Regions from separate parts of the Mus musculus genome. Here region 2 is linked to region 1. Evidence: chromatin contacts called from public Hi-C data. All regions are on one chromosome and are shown on one strand. The core of a region is the stretch at or near the end of the contact, and the rest is flanking DNA. Distances in the headings are between cores, read along the strand shown.

What was found. Hi-C and Micro-C count contacts between places; a contact is called where the count stands out from the background.
Region 2: a Hi-C map of embryonic fibroblasts shows a contact between it and region 1, with 4 times the contacts expected there. The contact joins two enhancer-like sites. A contact is called at or near these places in 4 of 39 promoter capture datasets (the 3T3-L1 cell line, 3T3-L1-derived adipocytes, liver and 1 more), 42 of 484 Hi-C or Micro-C datasets (the AML12 cell line, the C2C12 cell line, the G1E-ER4 cell line and 26 more), 13 of 115 datasets of contacts at active chromatin or transcription factors (astrocytes, cardiomyocytes, embryonic fibroblasts and 7 more) and 3 of 9 other capture datasets (adipose tissue, liver and pancreatic islet).

The regions. Positions count from the first base shown.
Region 1 is chr1:179,861,209-179,865,019 of GRCm38.p6, reverse strand. No RefSeq gene overlaps it. Among named protein-coding and RNA genes, the nearest start is that of Gm31668, 15 kb to the left of the region's middle. Within about 2 kb of position 1,484, at least 83 of the 459 cell types and tissues checked have an H3K27ac peak or open chromatin away from gene starts, as enhancers often do. A contact at or near this core is called in the C2C12 cell line, adipose tissue, adipose-derived mesenchymal stem cells and 6 more, where this site is marked.
Region 2 is chr1:179,968,610-179,972,135 of GRCm38.p6, reverse strand. All of the region lies in intron 1 of Cdc42bpa (CDC42 binding protein kinase alpha), which reads right to left. Among named protein-coding and RNA genes, the nearest start is that of Cdc42bpa, 9.6 kb to the right of the region's middle. Within about 2 kb of position 1,820, at least 66 of the 459 cell types and tissues checked have an H3K27ac peak or open chromatin away from gene starts, as enhancers often do. A contact at or near this core is called in the C2C12 cell line, adipose tissue, adipose-derived mesenchymal stem cells and 6 more, where this site is marked.

The DNA.
Region 1 (3,811 bases), core at 235-2,734:
CCAAGAGCTGATGTGAGATGGTCATCTGAAGGGGAAACATGTATCTGGTACATTGCAGAGGTGAGAGGAAGGTATACTGGTTAGATATTTGTCAACTTGACCAAAGTCTAGTCATCTGAGGGCAGGAGACCTCAATTGAGAAAATGCCTCCTATGATCGACCTGTAGGCAAGCCTGAAGAGCATTTTCCTTATTTGTGATGAACAGGGAGGGTCCAGCCTGTTGTGGGTGGTGCCATCCCTGTGCTGGTGGCTCTGGGTTCTATAAGAAAGCAGGCTGAGCAAGCCATGGGAAGCAAGTCAGTAAGCAGTATGTCCTCCGTGGTCAAGAGGAGCATCAGCTCCTGACTCCAGGTTCCTTCTCTGTCTGACTTGCTGTCCTGGCGTCCTTCTGTGGTGGCTTATGGTATGGACATGTAAGCCCAATAAACCCTTTCTTCTTGGGTTGATTTTTGGTCACTGTGTTTTGACAATAGAAACCCTGGATAAGACAGAAGGGAAGGGGTTGGAGAGATGGTTCAGCAGGTAAGAGCACTGACTGTTCTTCCAAAGATCCTGAGTTCAAATCCCAGCAACCACATGGTGGCTCACAACAACCATTGGTAATGAGATCGGACACCTTCTTCTGGTGTGTCTGAAGTCAGCTACAGTGTACTTATGTATAATAATAAATAAATCTTTGGGCTGGAGTGAGCAGGGACTGAGCAAACGGGACCGACTGGAATGATCAGAGGTCATACTGGAATGATCAGAGGTCATAAAAAATTCAACTCCCAACAACCACATGAAGGCTTACAACCATCTGTACAGCTCCAGTGTACTCACATACAATAAATAAATAAATAAATAAATAAATAAATAAATCTTAAAAAAAAAAAAGACAGAAGGGAATCAAATAACCTAGCAAAGGATAGTGGCAGGGCTGGGGCACATTTTCATTTAATAAAATGCATAATATGGACCCAGTTATATAAAGGTATATTGATATACAGGAAGAAATAAAATACTGCACATGGAAATGGCAGCAGGGCATAGTGGTGCACACTTGCAGTACCAGCACCTGAGCAGTGAGGGTAGGAGGTTGATTAGTTCAGAATCACTCTTTGAGCTACATCCAGTTCAAGGTCAGCCTAGGCTACATGAGACTCTGGCTCCAAAAAAAAAAAAAACCCAAGACTTTTATAATGACATCAGTAAACATGCCAACTCAGATAGGACAAACATCAAAAAGCCCATCCCTAGATGGAGAGCTACAGGCCACTGATGGGGTACAGGGTGTTCTCAAAGGACCCATAGTGACTTGCGGTCCTGCTAGATCAATTGGCTCAGGAGTCTGGCAGCCTCTGAGTTTTCTACACTCTGATTTCCTAGCAGGGCCAGGCCCCAGGCAAACACAAAACAAAACAAAACAAAAACAGAGTCCCCAAAGGCCTAACAGAAAGGACAATAGCATGATGTAAGAGGGTCACTTAGCAGCCAGTGACTCAGCGTTTCTGCCCCATCAACACCAGCTGTACCCTGCGGTGCTGACAGTGGCCTAGGCTGGGCATGGAAAAACAAAACGGACAGACAGACAGACAGACACACACACACACACACACACACACACACACACACACACACACACACACACCACTGCAAACATCACATTGTCTGAAGAGTGGCAAACAGTCTGACAGCTGAACAATGTATGGACACTGGGCCTTAATTCAGTCTTGGTTAACATCTTTCATCAGGTTCCCTATGAGGGGGCCACTGATGGGAGACCTTAGCTCTCCAGACTGGAGCTGTTATCTGCCTCCAGGCTCTATGCCCTGTTAATTCTCCTGACTCTCCATCGTTCTTTCCAAAATACCACAGGGTGAAATTTGGTTAGTGTGGTAGATGTCAGAAGAGGGTTCTCAGGGCTTGGGAGGAAATTCCCAGCCTTTGTGAGTCACAGGAGGGCCTGGGAGAGTTCTGTACCGGCTACAGAAGAGAATGGGAGACAGTGCCACAAGTAGTCACTGTCTGTAAATGTGTGTCTTATTAAAAGATGGTGTCCACAGGACTGGCACTGTTTTCCCCAGCGTCTCTGCTCCCCCTGGACCCAAGGCAAGGAGCTGTTCAGATCAGGCTGCTCCTGGGAGGGTCATCAACTACCACCAACCACCAAATCCACCTTTTTATCCAGCCTCACTCACTGAATGCGGCCCAAGCAAATGTATCTTGTCACCCACAGCTACTTTGAGAACTAGCTATGAGGAAAGTTCTTCACTTTAAAACTCAAGGCGAAATAGCTGTTTGTAAAGGTGATTGATTGCCTGATGACCTGATCCTATGGTAGAAGGTAAGAACCAACTTCCAAAACCTGGCCTCTGATCTCAACACAATGATGATGATGATGATGACGACGACGATGGTGGTGGTGGTGGTGGTGGTCCTGCTGCTGCTGCTTCTGCTGCTGCTAGTGGTGGTGGTGGTGGTGGTGGTAATGATAATGATAATTTAACTCTAAGAACTCCAGGGCCTGGAGAGATGACTCAGCAGTTAAGAGCACTTACTCTTGCAGAGGACCAGGGATTCAGTTACCAGCACTCACATGACAGCTCACAACTCTAGTTCCAGGGGTCTGATTCCCTCTTCTGTCCTCCCCAGGCAGGAGACATATATATGATGCATATGCATACATACAGACAAAACACTCATGCACATAAAATAAGGGAAAAAGCCTCCAGGGACTTCAGAATTTTCTTGTTCACTGTGAGGTATCAATCAGACCATTGCATGGACATTTAATTTATACATATATACACACATGTGTTTTTATAGTGGCTCTAAAGATGGCCTTACTAGGCAAGCCTCTACCACTGACCTTTACCGCAAAGCTGTGTGGACATTTCCAATCTCAAAGCATACTCTCATTTCAGAAATTAGGTGTCTTGGGCCAAGTATCCCTAATCGTTGCCATATTTACTCTCAGGTTAGTTCCCAGCACTTCCTGCCAGCCTAGAGCAAAGGACAGAGCTGGAAGACACGTGTCCCCAACTTGCTTCCCAGACTCCACTTGGAGCATGGAGAATATCTCTCAACCTCTCTATGCCAGGAGGACTCCATTCATTGAACCCCCACTCTCTTGGAAGCCCAATGCTTTCACAAATACAATCCCATTTCCTCTTCCTCCATCAGCTCCTTCCCCAGGCTGCACAGCCTTCTGGGAACTTTCCCCCAAATGCATGTCCCAGAGACTCACACCATAGAAAGAAGCAAAGGCTGCACGTTACAGATCTCTCCCACCTTCCCCATCTGAAGCTAACATGTATTGGTGTTTTACCTACAATAAATTTGGTAGCTACTCCCTTATATAGTTTCATCGTGGCCTGTGGCTAGAAGGTAAGACTCCCGGGTAAAGCCACAATGAAGAGTGTTTAAGAGTGTGATGCCCTTTTTACTTGGGAAGGTCCCTGCAGTGGCTACCCTGGGTATGCTTGCAAGGAAGCTCAGCAGATTTCCCAGCGTCCCGAGGAAGCAGCGATTCTCCAGGAATGTAATTTCTCAGCAGATGTGGGGAGGGAACACGTCTGCGATTCAGAGACAGACTGAGTGTTAGGGGAGAAACCCACTCTGGGGCCTAGAGAAGCCTTGGCTCCTACTAGTCTTTCCCAGTGCCCAAAGGCAAGTAAGGTGTCCTCCCTTCAGAGCACCCAGATCTCCAGCCCCACAAGCAGTGGGGTGTCTGTGGCCCCATGGTCACCCACTGATCACTGGCCAATGAAGGTAAAAGACTGTGATGGCAGCAACCACTTCCTAAGAAAGAAACAGAGAGGTAGTGGA
Region 2 (3,526 bases), core at 571-3,070, 110 kb before region 1:
ACAATTCATATATTGTAGGCCCTTGCCTACTTCTCTCATCATGTTTTCACTTTTTTTAATTTGAAACATTTTCAAAGAGAAAAACTGAAGATAGGGGACAATTTGTTCCTTCCTGAAGCACTTGGGTAATTCTACTAATCTGTAGTGAGGGTTCTAACCTACTAAGCTACACACACACACACACACACACACACACAAAACCACATAAGTTATTCTAGATATAAATACAATTTAATAATGCAAGGATAGACACATAATATAAAATACCTCTCCAATAATTATAAAGGGAAAGAAATAATTGTTCTGTCATGATTTCAGTTCGTTTGTCTGATGTTGTTGTTGTTGCTGCTGTTGCTGTTGCTGCTGCTGCTGCTGCTGCTGCTGTGCCTCGATGTGTTGCTCTGGCCAGGCTCAAATTCTCTTATACAGCCCAGCAGAGCTTCCATTCATGATCCTGCCTCGGCCTCTTTGGTGTTAGGAGGACCGGCATGTTCCAGCGCACCCCACCCAAACAGGAACTACAGTGGAGAAGCCTGGTGAGTGTCAGCACAGCATGTAATAAACAGTGTGAGACCTGTGCCTCACCTGACAGGATGCAAGCACAACACTGACTGCACTGCTTCTGAGATACTAACAAGATTTTGTCTAAATTGAACTGTGAGGAAAATCCAAATGGGGAGGTTACTGCAAAAGGCCTGCAATCCTCAAAAGAGACCAAGTTGTGAAAGTCAAGGAAAACCTAAAGACCTGGCTTAACCAACACTGCAAGATACACCACTCCCACATAACCCAGGTTACCTGGCTTAACCAACACTGCAAGATACACCACTCCCACATAACCCAGGGTTCCAGACGGAATCCTGTTGCTCTAACAAGACCACTACATCAACTGATAAACTCAAAAGTTTCTGAAAATAAAATGACAGTATCTCATCAATGTTAATTTCTGGATTTGAACAGTTGCATATGGTCATATAAAAGTATGTAGATATACATACAAACATATTGTAAAGGAATGGACATCAGTAAACAAATTATTCTTGTACTTCAGTAAGAAAAAGTGTACAATACTTGCAGTTTTGTACAATTATGGTTATTTCAATTAAAACATTTTTAAAGTTAAATATATAAGGTAGTAGATGAGCACTGTATAAAAGTTGTGACCAGGGAGTTATACATACCTGTAATTCTAGGACTCAGTAGGAAGAGGAAGCACAAACCAAGGCCAATCTGAGCTATACAGGCACACCTTGTCTTTAAAATAAGGAAGAAAAGAAAAAGTATGTATCATGCTCAGAAGTTAAATAAAACTATCATGAAAAGCTGTCCAGAGTCAATGAAAGATATTAAGCATGATACTAACATGATCATGATATAACAAAATCATGTATAAGCCATGCGCTGTTGGCGCACGCCTTTCAAAGGTGGATCTCTGAATTCAAGGCTAGACAGGTCTACAGAGTGAGTTCTAGGGCAGCCAAGGCTAGAGAGACAGAGACAAAGAGACACAGACAGACAGACATGACAGACAGACAGAAATGTGTTTTATTAAATTCCAGGATGTATAAAGACATCATATTTTCAAGTTAGAGACATGTAATATGTTAAAGGCTTCCTGCCATTTGAAAGGAAAACACAGTAAAACAGTAATACTCAGGAATGTTTAAAACCATATTTACCAGTTTAATACAAATAAATTTAGCCAGATACACAAAAACAGAGGAAAAGCAGGATAACTCAGGAGGTACTTAACTGATACTACCTCACAGTTATGAAAGCAAGAGGAACACGATGGTAACATCAGTCACATCTCAAGCAGCTACCACAGCAATGGGCTTCCTGGAGGGAACTGTTAGTGTAGCATGCATCGTCACTAAGGATGACACATTACAAAGGCATGCAGTTTAAAAAGTCAGAAATAGAAATTACGCTAATCTTGCGAATAGTGTGGCTCTAACCACAAATGCTAAGAAAGTATGGGCACACAGTATGGAAAAGCTTTATGAGAGGCACCATATTACTATGTCAGGTTCACAAACACCTGAGATTTTAGTATACTTCTAAATGTTTCTTTATGGTAATTTTTTTGGTCAAGACAAAAAAACCACAGGGAGTCAGTGATGCAATTCAAAATGAGGCTTTAGTCATGTCAAGCAAGAATTTTTTAAATCTCAGCACAGAACACTTACTTCTAAGTAGTGCTCACTGCTTTTCACCATATATGGATTACGTGGGTATTAGCCACCCCTAGTGAGCACTGACACTTAAGGACAAGATTCTTGCTAGAACTGGACAATTCTACCATTTGTATAAAGTGCTCATAAAATCCAATTAGCTTTGTTCTACTTTACAGTTTCTCTGTACCAGTGAACGGAAAATGACCATGCTTTACTGAAAAAAGGAAAACAAAACAAAAAACAAACAAAAAACAAAAAAACAACCACTAGGCTAGGAGAAGCACCTCTGCAAACCAGATGCTGCATGTATGAACTCTCCAACACAGGTGAGATCTTCCTGTCCAATGCTGAACTCTACCCCAACTTAAACTCAGCTACGCTGGTTTCTAGATTATGCAAATGTGCCAAACCCTTACCTATGTTTGTGCTCTGAGCACACTGTGACAATATTTTTTTTAAATATGCTTTTTACATAACCTGCTTAAAGACTCTGGCCACTGCCTACGGTTTCCTCATGTGGCCACAGTGCCCCAAGTTCAATCCAGTGTTCCTCTCAAGGGTCCACAGTTAAAGTGACCTGGGCCAACCTTGCACAAGGTTTCTGTTCAGAGCTTGTGAAACTTTTTCTATGATAAGGAAAAAAGAATGTATTCAAAATACTAGTTTCCAGCCCTACATATCCAATTAACCCATAATTTGTGGAATATTCAGTGTGCCTCTTGAAATGCAGTTTAGGAAATACTTGTGGAAAGTGTTCATTTTCTTCATACTTACTGAAATATCACATGGATGTGTGGATGCTGCCTAATTTTAGTCCATAAAAGGTACTACATGAACACCACATCAATAAAAAATGTAACCTTCTGAATTGAGCTTTAGAACTCTACCACTAATTTTCAGATTGAAGCCACATATACAAAAATAAACTGTAACTAGTCACTGCATAGTATCTGTTACTGGTGGTGGAAAAGACAGTATCAGTTTAATATTTACTCCCCTCCCCAATAGCTTAGCTAGAAAGAACAAAACATTTAATGCAAAACATCGTAAAAGAATACCTAAGACTGTTTGCATAGCTGAGAAAGACACTTTCAAAAAATATAATTTCGAAAGACCTGATGCCCTCCTCTGGCCTCCACGGGCACCAGACATGTTCGTGGTACACAGACATGCATAACATTCATACACCAACAATTACATAAAATTTAAAAGTTTTAGATATTATCAAGAAGATATAAATGCTTGTTGATAGTGAATTTACTTTATCCTTTAATTAGTATTAGTATATACTTAACTTAAACTTAATCCCCAATTTGGTATTTTAGTTCTTCCTTTATTTTCAGACTAAA